Regions from separate parts of the Ovis aries genome. Here region 1 is linked to region 2. Evidence: chromatin contacts called from public Hi-C data. All regions are on one chromosome and are shown on one strand. Each heading gives the region's core, a stretch centred on a gene start, on an enhancer-like site or on the middle of the called end of the contact. The rest is flanking DNA. Distances are from core to core; before and after follow the strand shown. Region 1 overlaps STAT2 (signal transducer and activator of transcription 2). Region 2 overlaps RBMS2 (RNA binding motif single stranded interacting protein 2).

Region 1 (7,774 bases), core at 2,648-5,147, 170 kb after region 2:
TGCTCTTGAATACATTTTTTCAGATTTTCCCTATGCATATACACAAATATATATCTGTTTTAAATAGAAATCAGATTATATCATATATGTATACTATCTTATATTTTTTAATTTATTTTGGACATTTTCCATGTTAAAAATTTCCACCTATTTTATCATTATTTTTAATGGTTGCATAGTATTCCATGATGTAACTATAACATAATTTATACCTTGGGATCTCAAAGAGTTGAACATGACTTAGAGACTAAATTTCCACCACATATATACCCAGTACCAATTGTTTCTAATTCTTCTATTACAGATAACAAAGCCATGAACTATGACCATCTGTCTGTCCGTTTGTTTGATAATTTCCTTAGGGTGTATCTTAGAAATGGAATACTGTAAAGCATATGTACATTTTTGAGGCTTTTTAAAAAATAGTTCCAAACTGCTATCCCAGTCTGTTTGCTTTTATATAGTGGATGATTGTTTTCCTGTTACCACATTGTCTATTGTTATTATTTCTTATCATAAAAACAGTAAAATATAGAAGTTAAAAGCATGGATTGTCCACCCAGACTGCCTGGGACCACATACAACTTCATTCTTTACTAGTTTTATGACCTTGAGCAAGTCGCTTTACTCTTTCTGTGCCTCAGCTTTATCCTCCATAAAATAGGGATAAAATAGGACCTACCTCATAGGGTTGTTTTAAGAATTAAATGCATGAAGATGTGTAAAACACTTTAAAAAAAAGTAGAGATCAAGCATCATATGTTAGCTTTATTATGTTAATGAATTACTGCTTTTATATGTGAAAGTGGTTTTCATTTTCATTCCTTGCATTATGAACAGTGTTGAATAATCTTTCATACACTTCCTGGATTCTTTTTTTGTCCCAATCAGTTTATGACTTTCCACATAGTTAAAGGGGAGCTTTTGGAGCCTGTTTGGGGGTTCCAGGAAACTCATGATTCTTTCTTCCTTGGATTATGTCATTACCCAGGTTCACAGATGGAGCGAAGCTGTTGTTTCACCTGCGGCAGCTGCTGAAGGAGCTGAAGGAGTTGAGTCACATGGTCTCCTATCAGGGGGACCCTCTGAACGAAGGGGTGGACCTGCGGGAGGCGCAGGTCACAGAGCTGCTGCAGCGCCTGCTTCACAGGTCTGGAGGCCAAGAAAGGACCCCTCAGGGAGGCCAGAGGGAAAGGACCAAGGGAGCCATTCTTACAGATACTGACCTCTATATATTCTCTCCACATCTCTCCAGAGCCTTTGTAGTAGAAAGTCAGCCCTGCATGCCCCAAACTCTTCATCGACCCCTCATCCTCAAGACAGGGAGCAAGTTCACCGTCCGAACAAGGTTGGCGTCTCAGAGCTCATTCCTGCTTCCTTTTTCCAGCCCTGACACTGTGTGCTCTTTGGCTTTTCAGATCTTCTCACTTTGAGCTGTTTCTTCTCTCATTTCCCCTTGGTCCACTTACCTCTTCTCATCTCTTCCCTTATCTTTTTTAAACATCTGTTCTATCCAGGAGATTGAGGTTGACCACTTTCCCCCATCTACCTCCCTCTCCTCCAGGCTGCTAGTGAGACTCCAAGAAGGCAGTGAATCACTGACTGCGGAAGTCTCCGTTGACAGGTAAGTTGGGGCAGGTGAAGGGTGGGACCAAGAGGCGCCCAGGACATGGGATGATGGAGTGGAGGAGATAGCTACCGGTCACAACCAGGCCCTAGGGCTGTGTTCTTTCCCCTTCCATTACTACCTCATAGAAATAGTTCATCCCTTTTGAGTCCTTACTATGTGACGTGTAGCTTGTCAAGTACCCAATTTAAAATTGTCACAGGAGCCCCAGGAGTTAGATATTATCAATGCACTATTCAAATGAAGAAATAACTTCAGAGAATTTATGTCTCTAGTGCAAGCCATATAACTGGTGAGCTATTTGAACTTAGGTCTGTCTGACCCCAAAGACTAAATCCCTTACTTCCACATTATTTTGCTTCCTAATGATTTTTTTTTCTTTTTAGGAAGTCTCCCAAGTCACAAGGGTAGGTACCTACCTAACAAGGATGCTGCCGACTGTGTGCACTGCATGAGCTACACAGTCACGTGTGACAGCCCTGATGGGGACACAGACAAGGAGGAGGGTGATTTGTGTGGTGCACAGACAGAGAAAGGAGAGGGGAGGTCTTAATGAAGTGGAACTTTTGTTGTTTTCCTACCGGACTCTGCTACTGACCTCCATATATCTTCTTTTTCCTCGGAACAGCTTCCGGAAGTTCAACATTTTGACCTCAAACCAGAAAACTTTGACCCCCGAGAAAGGCCAGACTCAGGGCTTAATTTGGGACTTCGGCTACCTGGTAAGGTGGTTAAGAAGGAATGCTTTTTTTTTAGTATTTATTTTTGTTTATTTGGCTGGACTGGATCTCAGTTGCGGTACACGGCATCTTTGCTGTGGCTGCAGGATCTCTAGTTGTGGTACGTGGGCTTAGTTGCCCTGTAGCATGTGGGATCTTAGTTCCCAGACCAAGTATCAAACCCATGTCGATTGGAAGGCGGATTTTCAACCACTGTACCATCAGGGAAGTCCCAGAGGGATGCTGTTTTAAGCTTGTAGTGCAATGGAACAGACTGGGGGAAGTTCCCAGGCCCTGGGAAGTCCTGAGGGCAAAGCTGGGGTTCCAGGGTCCCTGCGGTCTCTTCTCTGGCATTCTTTCTCCCTCCCTTCCATTCACAGACTCTGGTGGAGCAGCGTTCAGGGGGTTCAGGAAAAGGCAACAGTAAGGTGAGGCCTGGACAGAGGGTTAGGGGGCAGGAGGAACTTGCCAGAGGGCACTCTGATCACTGAGTCTTCTGTTGTCCCAGGGGCTGCTGTCCGTTACAGAGGAATTGCACATCATTAGCTTCACAGTCAAATACACCTTCCAGGGTCTGAAGCAGGAGCTGACAGTGAGTGAAAATGAAGTGCATTTGTGGGGAGACATAAGGAGGGGTTAAGCAGAAACCATTCAGGGTAGGCTGGGATCAGGCCCTTACCAAACATCTGCAGTTGGAAACCTCACATCCCTCGCTGGTGATTTCTGTCTCCTCCTCAGACGGACACCCTCCCTGTGGTGATTATTTCTAACATGAACCAACTCTCAATTGCCTGGGCCTCTGTTCTCTGGTTCAATCTGCTCAGCTCAAACCCCCAGGTAGGAGGTGGGGCCCACAGTTGAAGGGAGGCGGGGAGGGGCGTGGAGCTTGGTGTGAGGGCACTGCTCTGAGCCACCCTGTCCCCTCCCACCTCTGCAGGATCAGCAGTTCTTCTCCAACCCCCCGAAGGCCCCATGGAACTTGCTGGGCCCTGCTCTCAGCTGGCAATTCTCCTCCTATGTTAATCGAGGCCTCGACTCAGACCAGCTAGGCATGCTGAGGGACAAGCTGTTTGGTACCAATACTTCTTTTCTGTCAGCCTTTCCCTAGCCTCTATCTGCCCCAGCCCTCCGTCCTTTCTGTCCCAGGACCTTTGGCCTTGCCTCCTTCCGTCATCTTGAACTGTCCTCCCACAGGGCAGAACTCCAAGACTGAAGGGTTGTCCTGGGTTGACTTCATTAAGGTAATTCCCTACATCCCTTGCAGCTGGCCCCTGGGCCCGTCCAGTTACTAGCCCTTCCCCCACCCCCCGCTCTCCACTCTCGGGGCAGCTCTGCACCTCTTTCTGCCTTGCCATTCCTCCTTCAGCGAGAGAGTCCCCCTGGCAAGCTACCGTTTTGGACATGGCTCGACAAGATTCTGGACCTGATACATGACCACCTGAGGGATCTCTGGAAGGATGGGTAAGGCCTTGGTCAGTCTCCCTCTTTCCACTCCCTCAGGCCCAGCTGCTTTTCTGGGCTTGAGAGTGGACTCTGTGCGCCCTCGTGTGGCAGATAGAGGGAGAGTACAAAACTCGCTGTGGGGTCACACCCACTCCCGACGGCAGTGGCAATCTCCTAGCCTGCATCTGTCAGGCATCCACTGTGTTCCAGAGCCTCCTGGGTGCTCTTGATGAATTCTCTCATGTAATTTCAGCCCTGCTGCGTGGTGGGTATTGCCACCCTCAAGTGAGGAAGTGAGGGCTCAGGGAGATTAAGGGAGTTATACCAGGGGGACAGTCGGGGTTTGAACCCAGGGCTGTCTGACCCCACCCCTGTGCACTTTCCACCACAACTGCCTGCCCATTTGGGCAGCACTTTGCCTTTTACAAGGTGCTTTTCATCTGTGTGATCTCACTGAAGCTTCACACCTCTTCCAGCCCTGGGAGGTGGATACTGTTGGTCAAATGAAATGACTTGGCCTACACAAAACAGTCTGCAACAGGTTGGCAGAACTGGGGCCCAGCCCTGGCACTCTGTCCCTCTACAAGAGGAGTAGGAAGCAGCAGGACCTCACAGCTGCTCTCTACGCTGCAGACGTATCATGGGCTTTGTGAGCCGGAACCAGGTGCGCCGGCTGCTGAAGAAGACTGTCTCTGGCACCTTCCTGCTGCGCTTCAGTGAAACGTTGGAGGGGGGCATTACCTGCTCCTGGGTGGAACACCAAGATGATGGTCAGCAGCTCTACCGTTCCCTCAGCCTCTCCTTTCCTCCCCTCTACTGCCCTTGGCTTCCCTGGCTCTGTCCCAAATCCCTTGGCAGATTTGGGGTTGGGCAGCCAGGGTGGGAAGCCCTCGGGCCCAGCCTCTCCTCTCAAGCCTGCCTGTTCCTACATCTGCTCTCTAGACGAGGTGCTCATCAACTCTGTGCAGCCCTTCACCAAGGATGTGCTGCAGTCACTCCCACTGACCAAGATCATCAGCCAGTACCAGATGCTCACAGAGGAGAACATACCCGAGAACCCACTGCGCTTCCTCTACCCGCGAATCCCCCGGGATGAGGCTTTTGGTTGCTACTCCCAGGAGAAAAGTGAGAACCATTGATACATTTCACTGGTAGAGTGCAGGGGTCCACAGGCATCCATAAATGCAGCTCTTCCATTTCAAGATGGGAAAACCGACATCCGAGAGGGGAAGGGATTTGTCTGTGGGACGCTGCTAGTCAGTCAGTAGGACCATCTGCACTAGAGGACCCTGGGGCAGTGTGTCCAATCCACTGACCTCCTCTGCCTCCTGTGTCTGTCCCCCGTAGTTAATCCTGAGGAGCGGAAGAAATACCTGAAACATAAGCTCATTTTTGTCTCTAACAGGTGAGATATGAACTCTTTGCCCACCTTCCTTAACCCTTTTTGGCTAATATAGTGACCCAGACCTGCCCAGTTCTGGTCTCCTCGGCCTTCTCTCCTCCAACCCAGGCTCCCCAGCCCTCTGGGGGTTTTTCTCCTACCCTTTTAGCCTCTATTTTCCTGCTGCCATCCCTAGGTTGTCTCCATGGGGGTTCCCTGACAATAATCATCATCATCACTAATGCAAAGCATAGTACTAGATTCTTTTAGAACATGTTTTTTTTTTTTTTTCCATTTAATCCTTATGAGAACCCAGCCAAGCCAGAAATGGTAATAGCCACAGTTAATGAAAATTCATTATGTGCCAGGCACTGGGCTAAAAGCTTTGTGTTCTTTTTCTTATTTACTGACTTCATAACAGTCCTGTGAGGCAGAAAATACTGTTATTACTGTTTTCAGTTGAGGAACCTGAGGTTTAATGTGGTGAAGTGTCATGCCTCAGGTACATGGCTAATCAGTAATCCAGGTCTCTCAAATTCCAGAGCCCTGATTTTAACCATCCTCCTGCCTCTCAATTATTCTGAAGTATGGTTGTTTAGGCTCAGAGAGGTTGGGTCATTTTGCCTAAGGTCCCCCAACTAGTAAATGATAAGATTTAAACTCTAGTAAGCCTAATTCCAGAGCCTATGGTCTTAAGCCCTCTGCTCTGTTGCCTTTTTAGACTAGAAGGATAGCCTCTGCTTTCTCTGCCATTCCCCACTTCACCTAAACAACTGAGCCCTGCTCTTTTGTCTGTATTGGGTATCCAGACAGGTGGATGAGCTGCAGCAACTGCCGGAGCTCAAGTTGGAGCCAGAGCTGGAGTCATTAGGGTTCACATCAGGGCCTGAGCACGGGCCAGGCCTGGACTTAGAGCCACTGCTGGAGGCAGGATTGGATCTGAGCATGGAGCACACGCTGGAGCGCACGCTGGAGCGCACACTAGGCGAGGTGTCACAGGGAGTCCTAGAACCACACCCAGGACCACAACTGCAGCTGGAGCCTATTCCAGAGCTCGATGTACAGGCCATACCAGAACCAGATTTGCCCTATGATCTGAGACACTTGAACACTGAGGACATGGAAAGTAAGTGATGATGTGCAACCAGGGAAGAGAGGACACATTGCCTTTCCCAACTCCCCTCCCTCACTCGCTATAGAAAAAGCCTATGTTCTAAGCTCCTCATTGGAGAAAGGCTGATTTCCCTGCAATTCATTTCATTAGGAAATACACATGCCTCCCCCAACCCACCTAATGCCCCCCTCAGGCCCTATCTAGGCCTCTGCTGCCATCCTCTCTCACTTTCCCTGCTGGTTTGGGAACTCCTACTCTGAGATCAGGGCCTGACTTCTTTCTCTGGATGATCCAGTCTTTAGGAACAGCATGAAGATTGAAGAAATCATGCCAAACGGTGATCCACTATTGCCTTGCCAGAACACCATGGATGAAGCTGACGTCTTCAGCCCCAGCCACTTCTATGCAGATGGGCCCTTGAGCCCTTCTGACTACTAGGAGCTACATTTCCTCAGATCTTTCTGTGCATCTGCCCTCCTACCCCTCACATCATGACACTGCTCTCCAAGGATGGACATGAGGCATGTGCCCCTTCTAAACTGGGTTAACCCTGGGGGAATGTGAGGGAGAAGCATAATATGGGTGAGGGAGAGGCAGCAATGAATCAGAAGAGATGTTACCCATGGCTCCGACTAGGAGCCTGGAGGCTGCCTGCTGTGCTGGGAGGTACAGGCATTCAAGGGCAGGCCAGGACAGTTAGGAGGTTCCTGTATGGCTCAGGGCAGTGGCTTCTTTCCAGTATGGAAGGCTTTCAACATTTTAGTGACTGATAAGACTAACCTGGTGCTCATTTCATCTTTCTGGAATGCCCTTTCTGCTCATAACAGCTCTGACTGTTGGCCAAGAAAGCAGGGAAGGAAGCCCTGGGTCAAGGAGCAAGAGAGGGCCACGCCTAGGAACGATACTTCCCAATTGCAGTCCCTTGTAACCTCATTCAGCTTGCTCAGCCTTAGCAGGGATTATGGCCAAAAAGATCCCAGTTACTCTATATACCAAGGGGTCACAAGGTAAGACCCCTTTCCACCATAGCCCTGCAGAACAGAAGGATGCATTTTATAGTGCTTTGACTCTATTTTTCCATTCTGTTTCTTTTTACTGACAAGCCTAGACTTAGAGATCCACATAAATAAGTCTTTATTGAAAAAGGTACATAATTCAGTATAAATATAATAAATAATCCTCATCCCCAAGCTCCTGCCACTATAAATAATCCCAAAATTTCCCTTCCCATATAATAAATATTCAGCCTCTCCTGAGTCAACATCATAAGTCAGTCAGTTTTGGTAATTTTTCAACAGAATAAGTCTCATTAAAATTAATGGACCGATGAACTCATTGGCTCACAGGTGTCTAGGTTGATAGATTGATCTTAACATTACTGAGCCATGGAGGTCTGGGTGTCATCCTTAAGCTGCTGGCTTTAGGGGCTCAGAGTTGCTGCTCCGTGGGCAAAGACCCGGGCAGCTACAGCCACAAAGGCCTGGAGGCTT
Region 2 (7,416 bases), core at 4,654-7,153:
AGACCTGTCTAGTCTGCCGGAAGGGTGACAACGATGAGTTTCTTCTACTTTGTGATGGGTGTGACCGTGGCTGCCATATTTACTGCCTTCGGCCCAAGATGGAGGCTGTCCCGGAAGGAGACTGGTTCTGTGCTGTCTGTCTGGCCCAGGTACGTCTGCTCTCTCATCCCACTCCCGAGCAAGTCAGAGGTTTTCTTTCTCATCCCATTTACCTCCAGTCTTAAAAATATCATTCTACCCATGCCTTCCGTCTCTCCTGGGAAAAGGTTCCAGATGACATGCTAGGAGACCTGGGTTCCGGTCCTTTTTTGCACAAGTCACTTAAATTCTACCACTTTACTTGCTTTCCTTGTAAAATGGGAGTGATTATACTTTCCTTTTTCACATAACCCAAAAGGGTGAGTAATAAATTCACAGACTGACTTATGCATGAAAGTATTTTGAAACCTCAGTCACACTCAGACAAGTAGTACTGTGCTAACTCACTTTAGTCGTGTCCGACTTTTGCAACCCTGTGGACTATAGCCTGCCAGGCTCCTCTGTCCATGGGATTCTCCAGGCAAGAATACTAGAGTGGGTTGCCATGCCCTCCTCCAGGGCATCTTCCTGACCCAGAGATCAAACCCACGTCTCCTGCATTGGCTGGTGAGTTCTTTACCACTTGTGCCACTGGGAGGCCCCCAGACAAGTAGGGATTGTGATAAAGTAGAGAGCAAGCAGAGTACGTATTTCCAGCTGTGGCTGATCTCACCTTTTTCTTATCCTCAGCAGGTAGAAGGAGAATTGACTCAGAAATCTGGTTTCCCAAAACGAGGCCAGAAGCGGAAAAGCAGTTATGTGCTGACCTTCCCAGAGGGTGACAACCGCCGCCGCCGGCTGCTACCAAGGGGCCGAGAGAGCCCAGCAGTGCCCCGGTACTCAGAGGAAGGGCTGTCCCCCTCGAAGCGGCGGCGCGTCTCCATGCGGAACCATCACAGTGATCTCACGTTCTGCGAGTGAGTTGAGTGAATTCTGGGGACAACCGGCTCTACGTTTTCCAGAGTAGAGGGCTAGGAGGGGTCCGTGGTTTGCTTCCTGATAGTGTATCATCATTGTCTGTTTCATAATAGGATTATCTTAATGGAGATGGAGTCCCATGATGCAGCTTGGCCTTTCCTGGAGCCTGTGAACCCACGATTGGTGAGTGGGTACCGGCGGATCATCAAAAACCCTATGGATTTTTCCACCATGAGGGAGCGACTGCTCCGGGGAGGGTAAGTAGACATGATTGACTCTCCTGGCTCTTCTGTTACTGCCATGCTGGTACCCCGGCTGACAGCTCTGTCTCCACCCCTGCCCAGGTACACCAGCTCAGAGGAGTTTGCGGCTGATGCACTCCTGGTCTTTGACAATTGCCAGACTTTCAATGAAGATGATTCTGAAGTGGGCAAGGCTGGACACATCATGCGCCGCTTCTTTGAGAGCCGCTGGGAGGAGTTTTATCAGGGAAAACAGGCCAATCTGTGAGGCGTGGGAGCTGGGGAGTCACCTTGTGGCATTGCTCCCTGCCTCCACATAAACCCTGCCATTCTCACCTGCTGATGCTGCCCTGGGTCCAGACTCAAGTCAGAGGGAGAACCCTGATTTTTGACCTTGCCCTTGGCAGCACCCTACGTCTTCTTATCCTTACACCCTTTCTCCCTTTCCTCCTCTTGTTCCTCAGATAAGAGGGGCAGAGATGAGGTCCTTCTGGACTGAAAGCCAAAAAAGAAAAAATAATTTTTCCTGTTTTATTTCCTAATTAAATAAGAGGAGGAGGAAAGAAGCCCCTACTTCCTCCTCCCAGCTTCCTCACCTTCCTTGTACGTGCCCCAGCATTCTGGGGCTATTTAACAATAGCAATAGTTCTAGTGAATGTGTGAAACCGAGAAACACTCTGTACTGTGTGTGGACCCGCAGTGACGGCCAGTAAAGTGGACTTAACTCCCAAGTGTGTCGAGCCGGACACCGGGCCCTGAACATGCTGCTTCCATGTTCAGTCCCTCCCCTGCTTCTCACTTTCTCTCTCACTCCCCTCTCCCCTTCAGATTTGTCTCTTCATCCAATAATGTAAAACTATGTGTACGGGTTCCTCCCTTCTCTTCCCCCAAATCTTTTTTCCCTTCAAAGGAAAAAGAAGTTCAGAGGTCCCTGTCTTTCTCTCTGTCCTCATCTTCCTGCCAATAGCTAGCCCCTCTATAATGTTGGATACTCCTCAAATGCTGAGTTCCTAGCCTTTTCTGAAACTCAGTAAACTGGGGAGAGGGCAGGGAGGCACCCTGGACCCTGGGCCTTCCAGCCTCCTTCCCCACCTCTTACCCAAACCTCCCTCTTGGGAACTCCTCAGGGACAACTACTGCTGAGTTCGGGCACACCCCAAGATGGAGGCCAGGTAGCAATCGACTGGCCTGAGAGAGAGAGAGGTGTGTGTGGGTGTGTGAGTGAGTGAGAGAGGATGTGATTGTGCCCCTGTTTTTGGTGGCATCCATTCAGTTTTCCCCCCAAGTATCTGTTTCCCATTGTTTCAAACCATTGAAACACCTTTCTCATTGTTTTAAACTATCACTTTGTCTTTGGGAAACCACAGGAACAGTTTTTCTGGGTCAAAGCTGTGTCTCTTCCCTCTCTCCCAGTCATTTCTGTTCCAGCCTCTTCAAACTGTGCAATCTTCTAGCAGGAACAGCTTCTCCTTTCAGTAGCTCTGAGTCCTAAGCTTTTGCAGGGAGAGGGGTAGAACTGGACCTTTCCCTAATCCCATGAGCTTCTGTGGGTTTAGTTGTGCTCTCCTTCCCTTATCCACTTCATATCCTGGGACCCCTTCCCCAGGAGCAGAGACCCCAGAGCACGAGTGAGTAGGGAGGAGAGGCTCTGGGTCCACCACTGCCCTACATGTGACTATGCCCAAGTTAAGCCCCAACATGTGAGAGGAAAGCTGCTAACTCCCAGCTATAGCCATGGGCCCCTGGCCCCCTGCTTTCCTGCTCAGCAGAGCCCCTCCCATCAGAGATTACGGGTACTTGCACTGGGGAGGTGGCTGCTGGCTGGCCCAAGCAGAGAGCTGAGGCATCCAAGAAATGTTCCATTAGTGGGAGAGGGGTGCCAGGTGAGGGGAGCATTCCTGTACTTTTAGCAGCACTGAATAGCCACTGAAGGGGGTGGGGGCAGTGTAGGTCCTGGGGCAACCCCTTTCTTTCTTTATGCCCCTACTCCCCCATAGCCTATTTCTAAAGTCGCCTTTTCTGTCAGATAAACCTCAGAACTTTTAATTTTATTTGAGATTTTTTTTTTTGCTTTTAAATAAGAGGTGGATTGAAGAATATTTGAATTGACTTTATATTATGCATAAATATTTATATTTTATCTAAATAACTGCTCTGTAACAAACTTTGTGTTAGTCAAGCATTTGGAACTGTTATAGTTGGGGGCTCTTCTTTTTCCCCACGGCAGTTTTCCCCAGTATAAAATGTTCTAGATTAATTTTACTGTTGGAGGTTAGATGGACGGGGGAGTGAAGTTTCAATTGTTCCTGCTATGTGTTCCTCTCCCAGCTCCATCTCTTTCCCTAGGGACCAGGCACTCTGAAGGTGGGGTGGAGTCCTAGCCTCAGTTTGGAGTGGGGGTTGATAGGGGGGTGGGGACAGGGCATGATCAAAGGGGCCATTTCTCACTTTTCTTTCCTCATCTTCACTGCCCCTTGAGCTAGGTGGATTTTCTCTTCTTGACGAGAGTATTTGATAGGGAAGGCAAGTTTTAAAAGTAAATAAAACCCACCCCTGCCCCTCTGTTTCCCTTCTCCCATCAGTCTGGTAACAGGAAGAAACCACACCATCAACACCAACAAATTTCCATGTTCCTTTTACAACAAAAGGGACTTGACTTTTTATATAACCAAATGTGGTGTTTTAGTGACTTTTTGATAATGTACAGTTTTTTGTGAATTTAAATTTATTTCTTTCTATATTTTTAGGACCAATCTCATTTTTAATAAGGTAAAAAAAGGAAAAAAAAGTCTAGAGATAAAAAAAACTCCTGTTTTTGCCATGTGATGTTCCACAAGTGCAGCTGTAGAAAAGTGCTTGTCAGTTGAATAAAAACCACATTTGATAGAGACTCAAAAGACTCCGTGTGTTTATCTTCCTTCAACATAGGTTCTTGTAATTGCCTAAAGGGGAGAACTGGGTGGTGTCAGGGTGAGTATATGACTGGTTTGATGGGGAAGACAGCAGGCAGGAGAGCAGTGTGCCCCTAAGTGTCAACAGTTCTCTCTAAACCTCCAGGCTTGGTCCTTCTTTTTCCAGGAGGCGTCCAAGGCAGAATTTCTGTTTCTGTGAATGGAACAGGTGCTTCTGGCCGAGGTGCTGTAACAAAGGATTGAAGTGTGCCGAGTTCCTACATTGTGAGGCATGGCCTTGGCTTTCTAAGGCTGCCACCTGTGTTCCTGATGCAGGAAAAGTATGTGCTCATCACCACCTTCCCCAGCTTCCCACCCATGGATAAGACACCACGAGGTAGACGTTTGTGTTTTATTTCACAAGTTGAAATAAGAGAAATTCTACCAAATTATAGGGAAGAAACATGAGAATACCAAAGGTCAGAAAAATTAGAATGGGTAGCACTGGCACAAACATGACAAGAGTGTAAAATTAGAAACCTCTGGATAAAGAAAAACTACAAAATGTGTTTTGAGGATAATTAAACTTATTTCCTGTCCAAGGTGGTTAAGTGCATGCAGGGGTGCACTCGCCACCCCTGTATGTGTTGGGGGATGCAGACACCAGTACATGTTGTGAGAACTTTTTACAAGCTGGGAAAGCTTATCACACTGAAGGCTGGAAGTTTTGTTTTGGTGACCCTCTAACTGGAATAGGAGGAGAAGGAATATCTGTTTTCAGCCCTATAAAAACCTCAGATGGCCGCTTTGGTACATGCTTAGCTTCTCAGCTAGTGGCAGCCACTGGCAAACTTAATCAAGTTATAAGCTCTGCTCCAATGCTGGTGTTCCTGGGGGTGGCTCCCAAGCATTACTTAATATCCTAAGCAGTCATCATTTGGCCTACCACAGCAATATCTAACCGAAGAGTTCACGTTATTCTAGGGTGATAAATGAGGTAAAAATCTCAAAGACATTCCAGAAATAGAAATAACGAATTCTTACATTTGATCGTGAGCCCTTTCTAGCCCCCAGTTTCCTAAACCTCGGGAAGGGAAGGACAGTAAAGGAAGGAAACACGTGTAAACCAGGTGCTTGTGCCCGTGTTGAATTGTGGAACTGTGAGGTAGATCTGTAACAAGGACAAGGAAGTTGTGGGCCATACCCGGGAGAACAGAGGTTCGTTTGAAATGGAAGTGGACAGGCCAAGGAGAAGCAGCAGTGGTAACTGGGGTGAGAGGGCACCTACCTCTCTTATTACTAGTCTCGTGGGGAGCACCTCTAGGGAGGTGCCGCAGAATTCAGCAAAGAGGAGAAGGGCGATAGAGCTCACAGGCCTGGCTCAGCTGTTGAAGGAAGACCCTCCTACAAAAGGAAAGGGTAAAAGCTGAGTGAAGGCGAGATCTGCTAATGCCTGGAAGGAGTTAAAAGCAGGTAGCACAGAAATGGCATAGTTGGTTTAGGAGGGAGTCAGGCAGGGGTTAATGTGGCAAGGCACAAGGTTAGACCTAGCCCTTACAGACTGGCTGTCATACCACCCTCTTTGAAGTTGGTCTATCAGAGCCTGGGGACAAGTTTAGACCTGATCTCTGACCCACGTTTACTGCCCTAGGCCAAGAAGTTCGAGGTAACCTGCTAATAATAATAAGTGCAATGCTGCTGCTCTCCCAGAAGGGGGGGCAAGTGCACGAAAGAAATTTTTTTTTAGATGTTTACAATCCATTCCAGCAAGCCCTCTCACCGCGCACCTTTGTGGAGCAAAAGAACAACCCACAAGTAGGCGCCCCAAACGGCATACACTGAAGCAGCAGGGGATAAGCAATGCAAGCACCAAGGAGCTAAATGAGCTCACTGATCAGTAAGTCAGGAAAAGAAGAATGGAACGGGGCTGAGGTGGCCTGATCCAGGGAGGGTCAGTAAAGCAACAAAGTCTAGTCCTCACACTCAGTGCAGGTAATGTCCCCCTACTACCCCATCTATTCCTGACAAGGGGTATTTATTCACTGTTCAGAGCCACGAGGCTTCCTAGTCCTGAACAGCTCTTCCAATCCTTTGGTTAAAAATACTCTAAAAATAACATCTCTCCCCACCGTCATTTCTACATCTTCCGTAACCTCAACCCACACCCTCCTCCAAAAAGCCTTGGGTCTGAGTATCCAGAGTGAGACAAGAGCAGTACTAATATCGGCATGAGGTGGGATAGGCAGGCACTAAGCCTAATAAAGGATTACATCATCTGAGAAAGTGATTCTAGTATGTTCTATCTGACTGAAAAGAAAAAAATACGAAGTAGTAAAATATTTTAAGAATGGTACGAGCACTGTAATGATCAAGGGTGAGATGTGAAGTACAGGTAGAGTGTGACCTGGACTCCATGAAGACAGGATGCAGAAAACACTGGCATAGTTCAAAAAAAAAAAGAAAAAGAAAACACTAGCATAGTTCAAAGAGCCCAGCCCAAGGCTATGAGCCTGCAGACGCCCCCTACAATCCCTCAGCAGCACCACTGCCACCAGGGGGCCGTTTTGAGAGAGAAAAACTGGCCCTCATTCCTTCTCTCCTTTTTCCACTCACCCATGTTATGAACTGTCAGAAAAGAACTAACAATTAGGGGGAAAGTATCATGAGTATAACCCAAAAGGGTCCAAACAAAATTCCACGATGCCATTAACCACTACAAAAATAACTTCAGGCTCTCACTCCCTCACTTCCCATGCCCAAACCTGCCCAAACCAGAAACATTCACTAATAAGATCCATTAAGCAGATTCACATGAGGAAAACGGACTAAAGGTAACTTCATAATTTTAGAACAAAACAATGCAAAATAAGAGCCATTTAAATACAGAGAAAGTAGAACCAAGAATTCTGAGAGGCAGAGAAGGGGCAGCATTAATGTCAACAGCTTCTGCACATGAAAGGCCCTCCTTTCACTAAACCTCCTAGCAAGTTTCCTCCAAACTACTTATTAATTAACTGAACTAGACTCTTCTTCAAAGCTCCTGAAGAGACCTATGGTGTACTTTTCTGACTAAGGACTAGAGACTCAGAAACAAGCACTACCTGCCCAGGCAAACCCTCCCAGAAGGTTACTGGGGCTGTTTTACATCAGATAAACCCTTCCTGAGGTTGGAAGTACCCGTGAGAAAACTGTGGCAATTTCGTCTTTTGTATTTTCCATCTTACCTATTATCCCCTACCTGCTGTCTGCTGCCTCTACTTCCTCACCCTCAGGATGCACAAGAGGAC

The links. Hi-C and Micro-C count contacts between places; a contact is called where the count stands out from the background.
Region 1: a Hi-C map of hypothalamus shows a contact between it and region 2, with 5 times the contacts expected there. The contact joins two enhancer-like sites. A contact is called at or near these places in 9 of 16 Hi-C or Micro-C datasets (blood, hypothalamus, liver and 4 more).

The regions. Positions count from the first base shown.
Region 1 is chr3:163,220,599-163,228,372 of ARS-UI_Ramb_v3.0, forward strand. It overlaps STAT2 (signal transducer and activator of transcription 2), which reads left to right. Exons shown (of 24, transcript XM_004006580.6): 9 at 992-1,150; 10 at 1,256-1,348; 11 at 1,565-1,624; 12 at 2,014-2,034; 13 at 2,256-2,349; 14 at 2,727-2,774; 15 at 2,855-2,938; 16 at 3,085-3,183; 17 at 3,284-3,419; 18 at 3,541-3,587; 19 at 3,713-3,807; 20 at 4,423-4,559; 21 at 4,732-4,914; 22 at 5,137-5,194; 2 more. The coding sequence ends at 6,722. IL23A (interleukin 23 subunit alpha) reads right to left here. Exons shown (of 4, transcript NM_001185122.2): 4 at 7,488-7,774. The coding sequence ends at 7,705. Among named protein-coding and RNA genes, the nearest start is that of IL23A, 5.5 kb to the right of the region's middle. Within about 2 kb of position 3,898, at least 6 of the 54 cell types and tissues checked have an H3K27ac peak or open chromatin away from gene starts, as enhancers often do. A contact at or near this core is called in hypothalamus, where this site is marked.
Region 2 is chr3:163,048,963-163,056,378 of ARS-UI_Ramb_v3.0, forward strand. RBMS2 (RNA binding motif single stranded interacting protein 2) reads right to left here. Exons shown (of 15, transcript XM_060412962.1): 15 at 4,528-7,416. It overlaps BAZ2A (bromodomain adjacent to zinc finger domain 2A), which reads left to right. Exons shown (of 30, transcript XM_060412950.1): 27 at 3-149; 28 at 772-995; 29 at 1,110-1,253; 30 at 1,341-4,128. The coding sequence ends at 1,506. Among named protein-coding and RNA genes, the nearest start is that of BAZ2A, 35 kb to the left of the region's middle. Within about 2 kb of position 5,904, at least 7 of the 54 cell types and tissues checked have an H3K27ac peak or open chromatin away from gene starts, as enhancers often do. A contact at or near this core is called in hypothalamus, where this site is marked.